2 separate regions of the Triticum aestivum genome follow, and region 2 is linked to region 1. The links are chromatin contacts, called in public HiCAR-type maps. All regions are on one chromosome and are shown on one strand. Each heading gives the region's core, a stretch centred on a gene start, on an enhancer-like site or on the middle of the called end of the contact. The rest is flanking DNA. Distances are from core to core; before and after follow the strand shown. Region 1 holds the start of LOC123188157 (eukaryotic peptide chain release factor subunit 1-3). Region 2 holds the start of LOC123188158 (U-box domain-containing protein 4).

Region 1 (6,724 bases), core at 2,165-4,664:
CGAACTTCTTGTATTCATTAGCAAACCACTCCAACAGAGATATTTTTTCCTGAACTTCCAACTCGGCATTGGTCTCACTATCGCGGAAATTGCTCTGATCCGCTTCCTGCTCCTTGTTCAAATGTTTGACAATAATTTCCCCAGAGACACTGTGCTTCAGCGAATATCTGTTGATGTCAAGATTCTCCCACACTATCAGAGTCTCAACAGCACCCATTTCAAGAGCCTTTAGAGTGTCATCAACACCAAAGACATACTTCCCAGTATCTTGACTGATCTCTTCAAAGTACTTGCCAATTAACTTCTTCTCCTGTATGAACTTCACATTTGCTAGAATCTCAGCTGACAACTCAATAGCTTGGTTGAACCCATTCTCGCCGCCATAAGAAACATCAACCACATTAAGTATCTTGGCTTGAAGTCTCTGGTCAAACATATCAGATTGGCTCAGCTCTGTCTTGAAATCAGCAGAACCAGCAAGAATCAGTCCAGAAACATTAGGCTGACTTGTAGCTGGATTGATAAAAAACTGAGTAGCAAGCTCAGCAGTTTTTCGGACATAGTTATGACGTTTTTCCATCCGAAGACGAGCAAAACGTAGAGCTGACTGCCCTCCTCTACCATGCTTCTTTGGGAGATCAACAGTAAATTTGTGAAGCACTTCACGTGTATTTCCACTTAGTGTGCCAAAAAGTGTACCATTACCATCCATAACAATGAAGCCGAACTTGTCATCAGATTCCAACAGCTCATTTAAAGCCTCAGTGTGGAACTTGTTATCACAAAGGTAAAGTGAGACATTTATAGGCTTGAATGGCTCAAAATCAATAGTAACTTTCTTTTCCTTTCCATCATCAGTAACAATGGTTCCAGTGTAGAGAACCAAACCATTGGGAGGAACTCTGTTGTAAAGCTTCAGCCTCTGCTGAGCTGAGGTGATGGCACCCAAAACTGATTGACGATTGACTCTACTCTTGATGTTTGAAGCAGTACCATACTCGTCGCCTAACATCTTCGCCACTCGAGAAACCTGATCACGTGGAGGCATAATAAGAGAGATCATGCTTGTGCCATTGCCTCTAGCAGACTCCAGTGCCTTGATTAGCTTTTTAATCTTCCAGATTTCAATGTTCCTATCAGTTTCCTGGCTCTCAGACATCTTGATAGAGCCCGGCTAAGACTAGTTCACCTGTAGACAGCCACACACACACACACGAACAGAAATATGAGGGCCTTGGTAAAAAAAACTTCCATGGGCCCAGTTGCCCCATAGAAACAATTGTTCATGAACTAAATGAAATAAGGGAATTCGTAAAATGTTCAGTGCAGATGCTGTAGGTATTTAATTTTTATTGCTAGCCCAAGTTGAGTTTGCAATATCCCAACTATGCCAGCAAGGTCCAAATTATAGTACAAATAAGAAACGACAGTCACAAGCACTTAATTACAAAAAATTGATCAAAGATAGTAGTAAGTGAAACTAATTTACAGGAAACATCATACTTTAAACACGGCACACAGGGAATGAAGCAAAACTAGTTTACTGGAAGCGGCAATACTTGAAACATAGCAAGCAATGTACGAAGCAGGGAAGTTCATCAAACAAAACAATTTCCCACAAGAAATTTGATATGTGAACAGGGTTGAGAATTCCATGTTAAGATATTTGACAAGACTTTGCAGCCAACATATAAAAAATTAATAAGCATATAAAGAAGAGCTATTGGTTGGTTGCACAGTGTTCAGCAAAGCATATGTGAACAGTATTCCTTCTATATTTGAAAAAAAAAAGTTCAAGCAGCTAGATAATTCCCATAATAACTGAAGAACATACAGAACCAAGCACAGTTGAGATCTGAAAAGTCATTCAGTAATAATAAAACTATGATGATACAAGGTAGAACATGCAACTACACGTATGAAATAAATGAAGAGCGGTCCTAGGATAATCTAGAAAAACTGGCTGCAGAACACAACAGTCAAAAATCTAAACAGTAGCAGTCATGTGTTGGACAACATAGTAAGCATAACTTAGTACTAAAACACATGGACTGCAGCCTTATATTTTATGACCAAGTGGTCTATAATGTAAATGATAGATCTGGTCAAGCAATATGGCATAGACTTTAGGTTATTGCAATTCCATTGACCTACTTAATACTTGATCTCTATAAACTAAGAGAATGAAGCACAATATTGATCTTAAGTAGAAAAAAATGACAATCTTTCTAGCATACAAACGCTCGGTTCAATCCACAATCATCTTTAACAAAGTATTAATTAGGTTAGAGCTATTAGGTATGCAAGGCAGAGTTGAGGATGCCAGTAACGTTACAACCCAATTAGTAGATGGCATGGTCTTCTTCATCTTTATTACCGAACTCTCTTTCTCTTCATAAGCAGATCAGGAGAAGCACTCTGGAACAAGGAGAAACCTTGCGTTTCTTTCTAATCAAAACCGCAGATAATTAGTCATAATTTAACTTGCAGTGGAACTGTGCAACCAAGAGTGAATCCTGGAGTGGGAAGCTGGGTCAGGGTGTGGAGACAAGGATAAGAGCAGATCATCCATGGGCGCGAAAGAAGGGGACGTGCGTGGACTGGGGAGAACTTGGGTGGATTCCATACAAGGTAAGCAATGATCTTGATGTGCTGAAATCCACTGGTAGAGTTTAAGATAACTCCAGGGAATCCTCACCCAAGCTATTGCAACAACACACTATTAAGTTTTACAAAGCTGAAGCATTATAAGTTGGCACGCATATATGTGAAAAGAAACACAAACAATTTGGATGCACCCAAAAGCAAGACGAGCAGCTCCTACCCGTTAGTAAAATTGCACACTAATTAACATCGTGGGCACTAACAGGAAGGCCCTCCGGACAAGTGGAATCGAAATAAACGCAACTCATATATACTCGAAAAAGAAGAAGCATCATCATCTAAGCCCGCATGTATTAGTACTCTGCCCCAACATCCTAACTCTTCTTCCGTACATCCAAACGAATCAATCAATCCATGCACTCAGCACGCAATCTCCAAACGGAACACGGATCGATCGCCTCGCACCGAAGAACCCGCGGATGAAAACCGCGCAAAATCGCAGAAAAACATCCGGCCAGCGCGCTCGCCTCGCGCAGATCCCGAAAATCGCAAGACAGCACAATCACCGCGTGAGCTAGAGAAGTATCGGTAAACGAAACCCCCCGGAAATTAACGAATAACAGGACGCAAATCGGACCAGAACACGTCGCACCACGAGAACTACGGATTGAGCACCAAATCGCGACGAAATCTAGCGGGATCGGGTTAGGGTTCGTTACCTAGGGGAAGGGGTTGGGGCGGAGGGAGGGGAGTGCCGACTTCACGCGCGGCTGGCTGGGTGGGGAATCCTCTCCTCTCTCTGGCTGTCGGCTGCTTGGGAATATAGAGCGATAATAGTTTCCGCGGTGTTATTATACCACCTGGTGAGAGAGCTCGGCATCGGCCCGCCGCAGCCAGCTCGCGGCAGGATGGGCCGTTTAGCCCATCATCCTGGGAGGCCCGTTTCTTGTCAGACGATCGATGCTCAGCCTGCTGGGCCGGTGGCTGGTTAACCTTCTCGGGTCGTGGGCCTAACAAAAAAAATCTATGGCCGCGCTTTGGGAGCGAACACGGTGACAAAACGCGCGGGAGCAATATCTTGCATTAAGCGACATGGTAGCTTCTCCCACATTGACCTCTAAAGTAACGGGTTGACCGTTGACCCCTAGATCTCCTTGTTCCTTCGTTGTGCTGCTAGCCAGTAATCTAACGCGATTCACTTTAGATTAGTAGGCCGCGAACAACTTGTAGTAAAAAAAACAGATTTCCACAAAGTTTTTGGGGGTTTTTTCACCGGTTTTTCTTTGTTTCTTTTTTCATTTTACTGGTTTTTTATTAATTTTCTTCTTTATTAGTTTTCAATGGTTTTTCTCTTTTCTTTCTTTTTTCTTCCGTATTCATTGTTTCTTCCTTTTTTAATCTGTTTTGCTTTTGATTTCCCTCGGGTTTTCACTGTTTTCCCGTATACTTTTTAGAATATTTATAATACATTTTTTAAATATATATTCCATATTTTAAATACAAAATTAAAAAATAATACATGGTCAACATTTTTCCTATACACATATTATTACTTTTTTTCATTTCCTTGATTAACATTTTTCAAATAATATATTACATTTTTTAATATATGTTTTACATATTTTTAAAATAAATCAATGCTTTATTAACATTTTCAAATAAAATATTAAAGTTTTTTAATACATCATCGACAATTTTATACACATTTAAATTTTATCCAAATGCTTGATTAACATTTTTCATATACTTGTTCAACATTTTTCAAATGCTTGACTAACATTTTTATATGCATGATCAAAATAACTCAGCATTTTTTAATAAATGATCAAAAAAAATTCTATTCGTATTTAATATTTTTTAAATGCTTGATTAACATTTTTCAAATACATGTTCAACATGATATCAAATACTTGATTAACATCTTTTTAAATACATGATCAAATTTTTTCATCATTTTTTAATACTTAGTCAACATTTTTTCTATAGATATTTAACATTTTCAAATGCTTTATTAACATTTGTCCAAATGCCTCATCAACATTTTATAAATGTTTTGTAGAATACTTTTGTAATATAGAATATCTGGAAATATAAATAAATTATAAGAAAACAAGAAATATTTTCTCTACTACTTAAAAGGAACGCAAGGTTCCCATTTCACCTCTTTTTCATCCAACCTTTCTTATTATATACGCCCCCTTCTTTCCTTGTCTTTAATTTTTTTTTCTCCCATTTCTGTTTTTTCTCCCATGAAATTTCCCTAAAATGGAATCAATTCTCTCATGTTTTATTAACTTTGTCTACTATGAGAAAAGATTGCAAGGTTCTCATTCACCTCTCTTTCGTCCAACCTTCCTTATATACATCCCCCTCTTTCCTTCTTATCTTTGATTTTTCTCTCATCTTTGATTTTTCTCCCGTCGATTTTTCCCTAAAATGAAATCAATTCTCTCATGTTTAATTAACTTACCAAAGTAAGAACATATTTTCTTTGGTACGTCATTAAATTCTTACGAAATAAGTGCTTAACAAAAAAAATTGGTAGGTAAATCGTGGCTGCGCATTAATATAACAATAAACATGCAGTCACGGGCTAATCTATTAGAATGTTTATACTCCCGTTGCAACGCACGCGTAATTATATAGTAAAAAGAAAAAATGAGAGTAGCTGGTCAGCTGCATAATGGGTTGGCCTAATATGGAGTTTGCCTTCAGCGAGAATTCCCATCTCGTTGTAGGCGACAGATGTCAGCACCCTGACAAACGGGCACCGGTACGCGGTTACGCTGACGATATGGCCTTCCGTTGCTGTCACCCGCGTCTCTTTCTCCACGTCAGGAATCATCGTCTCCTCCCACCCCACGGATTGCTGCCCGGTGACCGACTGACCGGTGAGGTCGCCAAGCACCTCCACCACGACCGTGAGCTCGACACCCTGCTCCAAAGCTTCTGTCTTTCAGGCCTTCATTACCATACCTTTTCTTCACCCATCTTGGCCAGTTGGCCGGTCAATCGCGCGAAATGCTACCTGTACTACTGTCTACTGCATGTCAATTCAGGTAGGACCGGGGACGTGAGTACGTGAATGTACCAGTGCCTGGTGCTCGCTACCTTTAAATCTGTTAGTATCTCCCATTTTTCGGGGAAAATCTGTTGGTATCTCGCAAAAGAAAGAAAAACTGCTATCAGTAGCACCTTCGTGGCTCCTTTTCCAAGTGATGCAGACCACTTGATCGCTTTCTAGCGCTTTCGTGGTGGTCGCGGTGGACGTTCAGACGTTCCGCTCCCGACTCCACATCGGAAAGGAACGTACTGCGTATGCTCTTCTTCGGAATGGAATATAGGACAAACCTTTTATTCTGTGCTTTGTGTATGGTGCGAAGAAACAAGTGAAAAAAGACGCTTGCCCATGAAAATTCACACGGACACTCGACGAGCTAATCTACATCGTCTACATGGGAGGAGAAAAAAGAACGACTAACGCTGCAAACTGCCAACATTGACTCTTCCTCTTCCGGTCCTTTCTTACGAATTTGGAATTGGAGCGCTTGGCATACAGATAAGTAACAAGTTCTTTGGCGGATCCTGTACTTGATAGTTCTCGTGGGTAGTAGTTTTATAGTACTATTCTTTTCGTTCCAAAATAAGTGTCAACTTCGTACTAAAGTTGAGACATTTATATTGCGGCAGAGGGAGTACAACTTTGCCGACTGCATGTCTTATCCCAAGCGCATTGAATCATATCAAATAGTAGTATACAGATCCTTGTCTCTACGCCGTCCAGGTTTACAATACTATCAAGCATATAAAATTCTAAAACTTTGTACTATCAATTTTCAGAGATGAAATGTAAGGGGAAATCCCACCATTCATTAAAAAAACAAGCTTAAAATCCATCTTTTCGTAAAAAAAAGCTTTGAAGTTCATCTGTAAGTCTTATTGAGAGCATCCATTGTGTAGCATTTGGCCGCTCTATCGCTGCCTCTAAGCATCTTTGAAGCTGTTGTTGTGCACCCCATGGCGAAGCCTCTAAGCGAGCTTGAGAATACTCCGTCTGTTGCTGCAGGAATCAATTGCAATATATTTCAGTGATTTGATTGTAAGAACCATGCATAGTTAA
Region 2 (6,724 bases), core at 1,625-4,124, 54 kb after region 1:
CGAAGAAAACCCACTAGACTTGGTTCAAGTAGGTGGCGCCCCCCATTAGATGACAAGTACAGTTGGCGCGATGGCTATCACCGTTCACTATCTACCTGGAACTCCCCTTTTCATTTTTCTTTTCTTAATTAACTGTGCGTAAAATGGGCCTGCCCGACTAATACTACGGTCTTGATGAGTGCGAGATATAGACGCCGCGGCGGGTACGCCGACGATCTCGCCTTGCGTAGCTACCGCCCGCGTCGCTTTCAACACGTCAGGAATCGTCGTCTCTCTTGCGCACGGGGTGCTGCCCGGTGACCGGTGAGGTCGCCAGCACCTCCACAGCGACCGAGAGCTCGAGCCCGTGCTCCAAAGCTCCCCTTTCGTTCACGCGTTCATTGGCCGGTCAATCGCGCCATGCCATACCGCGTGTCAATTCAAGTACAACCGGGGACGCAAGGACGTGCTACTGGTCTCTAGTGCCGCCTTTAATCTGTTAATCAGTGTAGTAGTAGTAGTACTTTCGTGGCTCCTCCTTTCCCAAGCGATGCAGACCACTTAATCACCTTTTGGCGCTTTCGTACTGGTCGCGGTGGACGTTCAGACGTTCCGCTCCCGGACGGAAGGTATCCTTCTTCTCTTCTTCGCATTATGCTTTGCTTTTTTGTGCATAATGCGAAAAAACGAGCCAAAAGGTGCTCCAACAACGAGTTAACGCGCCCATGGGAGTTCGCACAGCGACTCGTCGAGCTGATCTACATGGAGGGAGAGAAAAATAATGAGTTATGGAGCACGTGGCGTACAAATAAGTAACGAGTTTATTTTAGCGGATATAATTGTACTTGACGGTTCTCATGGGTAGTTTTATAACACGCGGCCGCAAACGGACCGTCGTCCGTTTTGTGTCCACTTTCGATCCATTCTCAGTCTAAGTTTGAGCCTATTTGCGGCTGAGGGACAGCGCGTGGGCGAGCGGGACGCGCGCCCTTGTCCTCCCCTGATTCGCCCGGCGGTGGCACAACCGGCCAATTTCCCTTCTTTTTCTCCAAAGCCTCCCGCGCCCCCGGCCTTCCCTTCTCTTCGTCCGTCATGGCCGACGACGCGAAATCCCAGCGACCCATCACCTACCGCGAACAAGCCTGTGGCGAAGAAGCTGCGGCCGGAGCTCTCGCCAGCATCCGCCGCCAAGCTCGACAGGGAATCGACGAAGAGGAGGGACCGACGAGCCGTTGAAAAGGAGAAGAAGGCCGTCGCACAGTACGCATCCGAGTGTACCCTGCGGCGTGCGATGCAACACCAGGCCGAGATTGACGACAAGGAGACCATCGTCTACAAGGCACACGCCCACCTCACGATAGGTGGGATGGCCCGCCCCATGCCAGCCATTCTCTCTGCCGCTGCCATGGCCGCGGCCAGCACAGGCTCGTCGGTCCCATCGACCGCCGCAACACCGTTCCCCTAGCCCATCCGTCTCACACGGCACGCCGAATTTTTGTGCTCCGCCAACATATGACCATGGCCAGACGCGATTCTCTACATCGTCGGACTGCGTGGTGGTCGACTCAACTACGCCCGCTGGCGTCATCGACCTCAACATCACGCCATTGTGAAGACCGCGACGACATGATCTAGGTGAGACGACGGCCGCGATGGCAGTCCTTTTTGAAGGCTGGCTCCTATGCCGTCCGATGGCTTTGTTGTCGGCAAGAAAACTTATCTCTTTTGAAGGCTGGCTACTGTGCCGGCAGCTGGCCTTGTTGCCAACGACAAAACTTGTCCATTATGAAGGCTGGCTCCTGTGCTGGCCGCTGGCTTTGTTGCCGGCGTGAAACGTGTCTTTTTGAAGGCTGGCTCCTGTGCCAACCGCTGGTTTTGTTGCCGGCGTCAGATTGTAGGCCGCCGATTGTGTTGCCAGCCGACGTGAAATAGCGCGAACCGTGATCGCGGCTTAGATCCTTTGTTTCACATTTGCATGCACGAGGACAAGATGCGGCCGAAATGCGGCCGTGTGTAGGGCGCATGGCTGACGCATCCACGAATCCAGACAAACACGGCCTCATTCCCACTCTCAAATGGACAAAATTCAAATAAAACGAACGTTTGTTTGGAGCCGCACGATGGAGTTGGCCTGATTTCACGGTGTGATGATAGGCCAGCGCAGAAACATCCAAGGACTTGGACTCGGGCGACTCGGAGCCGACACCATGGGGGCATGCAAAAATGCTCCTGTGGGTACGTACTAGTACGTGGTAGTATGATTCGTTGTGTATATGACGCGGTAGAAGCCAAAACGGCACGAGGTGTGCAGACGCTGCCTCCAATTCCGGACGCGGCAATTCCCCTCACTTTCACGACGAAGACAGCCAAAACCGTCAAAATCAGGGGAACCGGGGGACGGGGCACCCCCTGCCGACCGCCGCGGCACCTACCCGATCCCTGCCCCCCACCCCAAGCCCCGCCGCGCCGTGGGGCCACGAGCCGCCCGGCCCAGCCCACCGGCAGGCAGCGCGGCGTGGTGCGGCCCGCTCGCCCTGCACGCGTCCTGCCGGCCTCACGTGCGTGGGCGACCCCGTACGTACGCGGCCGTCGTCGCACGTGTCGCGCGCTGAACTCTTCGCCCCCACCGCGCTACCGGTTCGTCCCGCCCGTCCCTAACGAGATGCGGCCCGCGTCCCCCGCCGGATGCCCATCGGACGGCCGGGCGCTCGCGGCATCCGCCACGTACCTTTCCGACGGTGGGTGGTGTAGCGGGGCCGTCTGATTCCCGATCCGACGGTGGCGGTGCTCGTACCAGCCAAAGAAGCGGCAGAAAAGTAGTGACGGAAGGGCCATTGGCTGATTATCTTAAATATAATAATTAGCGCGATTAATTTAAGCAGCCCACCCGATCCCCCCTCGCTTATTTCATCGGCTCGTCTCCTCCCCGAGAACGCAACGCACCCAATTCTTCCTCCTCCATTCCATCCCCCAGCCCAGCTCTCTCTCCCTCGCCTCCGAGGTTCTCTGCCCGCCGCGGCATTTGCGTCCGGTAGAGCACGGCGGAGGGGATGGACTCGGACGCCTCCGTGTCCCCGCGGCGGCGGAGCTGCTACAGCGACAGCGGCGACTCCTCCTGCTCCGAGCCCTTCAGCGAGTGCGGCAGCGACGACCTCTCCTTCACGCCCGCCGCCGCCGCGGGCATCCACCGCCTGCTGCTCTCCTGCGCGGCCGAGGCCTCCGACGGCTCCATCTCCTCGCTCGTCGCCGAGCTTGAGTCGCCCTCGGCCTCGGTCGACTCGCTCCGCCGCGCCGCCATGGAGCTGCGGCTGCTCGCCAAGCACAACCCGGACAACCGCATCCGCATCGCGGCGTCCGGGGCGGTGCGGCCGCTCGTGGCCCTGCTGTCGCACGCCGACCCGCTGCTGCAGGAGCACGGGGTGACGGCGCTGCTCAACCTCTCCATCTGCGACGAGAACAAGGCCCTCATGGTCGAGGCCGGCGCGATACGGCCGCTGGTGCGCGCGCTCAAGTCGGCCGCGTCGCCCGCGGCCAGGGAGAACGCCGCGTGCGCGCTGCTCCGCCTCTCCCAGCTCGACGGCGCCGCGGCGGCCGCCGTCGGCCGCGCGGGCGCCGTCCCGCTGCTGGTGTCCCTGCTCGAGACCGGCGGCGCGCGCGGGAAGAAGGACGCCGCCACGGCGCTCTACGCGCTCTGCAGCGGCGCGCGCGAGAACCGCCTGCGCGCAGTCGAGGCCGGCGCCGTGCGCCCGCTGCTGGACCTCATGTCGGACCCGGAGTCCGGCATGGTGGACAAGGCCGCCTACGTGCTCCACTCCCTGGTGGGCTTCGCCGAGGGCCGCTCCGCCACCGTGGAGGAGGGCGGCATCCCCGTGCTGGTGGAGATGGTGGAGGTCGGCACCTCGCGGCAGAAGGAGATCGCCACGCTCTCCCTCCTCCAGATCTGCGACGACAACGCGGCGTACCGCACCATGGTCGCCCGCGAGGGCGCCATCCCTCCCCTCGTCGCCCTCTCCCAGTCCTCCTCCGCGCGCCCCAAGCTCAAAACCAAGGTACCAATCGTTCGAAGCACAATCGTTTCGGCCATTACAATCACAAACAGAATTTACAGCTTCCGATGTACGGAGTACTAATTTGTTTTGCGATTCCGTAGGCTGAGGCGCTGGTCGAGATGCTACGGCAACCGCGGAGCGCGAGCCTGCGCGCAACCAGGCCGGCGGCGATCGTTGCGGCGGAGTGATGATACCGTTCGGCTACCAATTCCACCTTGGCCATGCATGCCAGGTGGCGTGCGTGCGTGCGTTTTCCCCTTTCCCCGTGGCGAGAGCGAGACGAGCTGGGCTGGGCAGCCGGCCGGCGTGCCTGCCTGCCCGCCCGTGTAAATAGCCGAGCCAGCAGCGAGTTTGCGTCCGCGAGCGAGTGTACATTTCCCTCAACCTCAAGCGAGATGACGACCATGGTCCGTGGCGGAGCCAAGCCTCCCTGTAAATTCATTCTCCCCACTGTTCTTCTTCTTCTTCTTCTTCCTTTTTTCACTTTTATTAGTTTCTAGTACCATTTTGGGTTGCTTCCTGGATCAAGGAAGCGAGCCAAATTCGCGTGTGGTGAAACAGCGAGCTGTGCTGTTGGAGTGAGCGTGTTCTGGACTTGGTTTCTTCTGGTGGATACGATAGAAAGATTGTGTGATCTCTAGAAGAAAGAAAAAAAAATCACCGGTTGGTTTGAACTGCAATCCAATCCACGACGGCCGTGCTGTTACATTCAGGTTCTAGCGGTGTTATCACTCCATCTATCTCATCCCAGGTTCCTGCGGCAGGAGCGGGGCGTGGCTCGTGAGCCGTGGGTGAGCGAGCGAGTGACTTGCTAAATCAGCAACGTTTTGCTGGTTCAACCGAGGACGACAGGTCGGAATTTTCTAGTGGTCGCGCTGCCGTCTGCTCGCTGGGTCAGTCGATCGGTCGTTGCCGCCAAAGGCTGGCTTCTTCTGCCGCTGCTTGTGGCCTAGAAGAAGATGCAGCACGGAATGGCCCCGCAGCAGCGGTAAAGCTGAAAAGAAAGATCTCGCGCTCGCGCCCGGTAGGTTGGTTGATTATTCGTCCCCTGTAGCTGAAAAGGACGCTGCTCTTCGGCTGAATCTGGCCACCGCCGGTAGTTCTCGGGCCCGGGGCCCTCCGACGAGGCATGGAGCTCGTGCCCATCCTCCCACACGACGCCGATATCTTCGAGTGTGGGAAACGGATAGCGGGACACGTCATCCGTCGTTGTGTCGAATGGCACTTGTCGCCACCTCTCAGCAAGGAGTAGGTGATTGGCTGGATCCTACGCCCTTTTGGGACGATGACGTCGTGTCATGGCATGGCAACGTCTCTTTACCGCAACGTGTATTTTCCCTTCTTCTTTTTCTCTCCAACCACACGGCCTTATCTCTGCGCGGTGCCGAGAAAATCTCGGCTATAAAGCTATGGTACGCCTTTCGCGTATACTCGAAAAAAGAAAATCTTGGCTGTGTATTTCAAAATTGAGAAAGATGGTTGCCAGATAGTGGAACATGCTGATGTAGTTGGCGGGGGTCATTGGTTAGATAGTGCTGTTACGAGTACGCACTACGACGGCTAAGAAATTACATTGACCCGACTAATCTTTAGCTCCACGACTCTTTCAGAGACATAAGTATGATGACTGCATGCTCCCTCGGCATGTTTGACTATTACTATTCTTATTCTTATGTTTTTCAAGTTCCGTTCTACTCTACAACAAGAAACAGGGTTTTGACCCTTGCACAAGAATCTAGCGGCAACGAAATATCGAGCAGGTATGAGATGACCAAAAATGCATATAGCATTCTTTGTTTGTTTTTGGGTGGTAAGGAAATTTATTGATCAAGCAATGTGGTTACAATCGCCGTTCACAACACCGGCTATTTCCTCGGGGTACACCCAGTACAAAAACTTGCCACTGGAAAAGAACCACAACACACTTTTTACCGTGTAAATTTGCGGCTTGTGGGCAATACATGTTAAACATGTATCTGTGTAAATTGTAAGGTTGAGTAGTGTAAACTTAGTCCACTCCTTGATTATAGGATCTAGCAAGGCTCGTGGCATGCGTGCCACATTTTCAGGAGCTCTTGCTCTCTCCCTGAGGGGATATATATATCTCTGTAACTTGATGGTTCAGTCAATATACATAAAATCATCTCTCCAACTTTGTATAGCGCACCATGGCCTCCTCTTCCTCCACCGCCGAAGCTACGAGCTCCGCCACCTCCCCCGGCGACCTCTCCTTCTCTTTGACGGCGCCTGCTGCGGCTCCCTCCTCTGCTTCCTCCCCGCCGTTCGTCTTCGGCACTTCCCCCGCCGCGGGCACCCAGTTTGCCCCTCTGTTCAACACCACCGTCCCCCCTGCTCCTCCGGCGCCTGCTCCCCGCCACCCCATCTTCCTCGATCACATCACAAACCACATCAAGTTCCTCCTCAACCCCGACGACCACAACTATCACAAATGGAAAACCTTCTTCATCTTGGTTCTCGTCCGCTACGGCGTCTCCTACCTCATCGAACACCCGCCCCCACCCAATGCTTCCGCCACCTACCTTGAGCTTGATGCCCATGTCGTTCTGTGGATCTACGCCACCCTCTCGGACACCATGTGTGATCACGTCGTCGGCGCCACCACCACTTTTGCCCTCTGGACCAAGATCCGCGACTACTTTCTTGCCAATCGCGCCGCTCGCTTCATGATCCTCAAC

The links. HiCAR-type assays count read pairs that join an accessible place to other places.
Region 2: a HiCAR-type map of leaf shows a contact between it and region 1, with 2.5 times the contacts expected there. The contact joins the promoter of LOC123188158 here to the promoter of LOC123188157 in region 1. A contact is called at or near these places in 1 of 5 Hi-C or Micro-C datasets (leaf) and 1 of 1 datasets of contacts at active chromatin or transcription factors (leaf).

The regions. Positions count from the first base shown.
Region 1 is chr2A:165,830,911-165,837,634 of IWGSC CS RefSeq v2.1, forward strand. LOC123188157 (eukaryotic peptide chain release factor subunit 1-3) reads right to left here and starts at 3,415. Exons shown (of 3, transcript XM_044600201.1): 1 at 3,324-3,415; 2 at 1-1,189. The coding sequence starts at 1,159.
Region 2 is chr2A:165,885,502-165,892,225 of IWGSC CS RefSeq v2.1, forward strand. It overlaps LOC123188158 (U-box domain-containing protein 4), which reads left to right and starts at 2,875. Exons shown (of 2, transcript XM_044600202.1): 1 at 2,875-4,028; 2 at 4,130-4,702. The coding sequence starts at 3,030. The coding sequence ends at 4,216.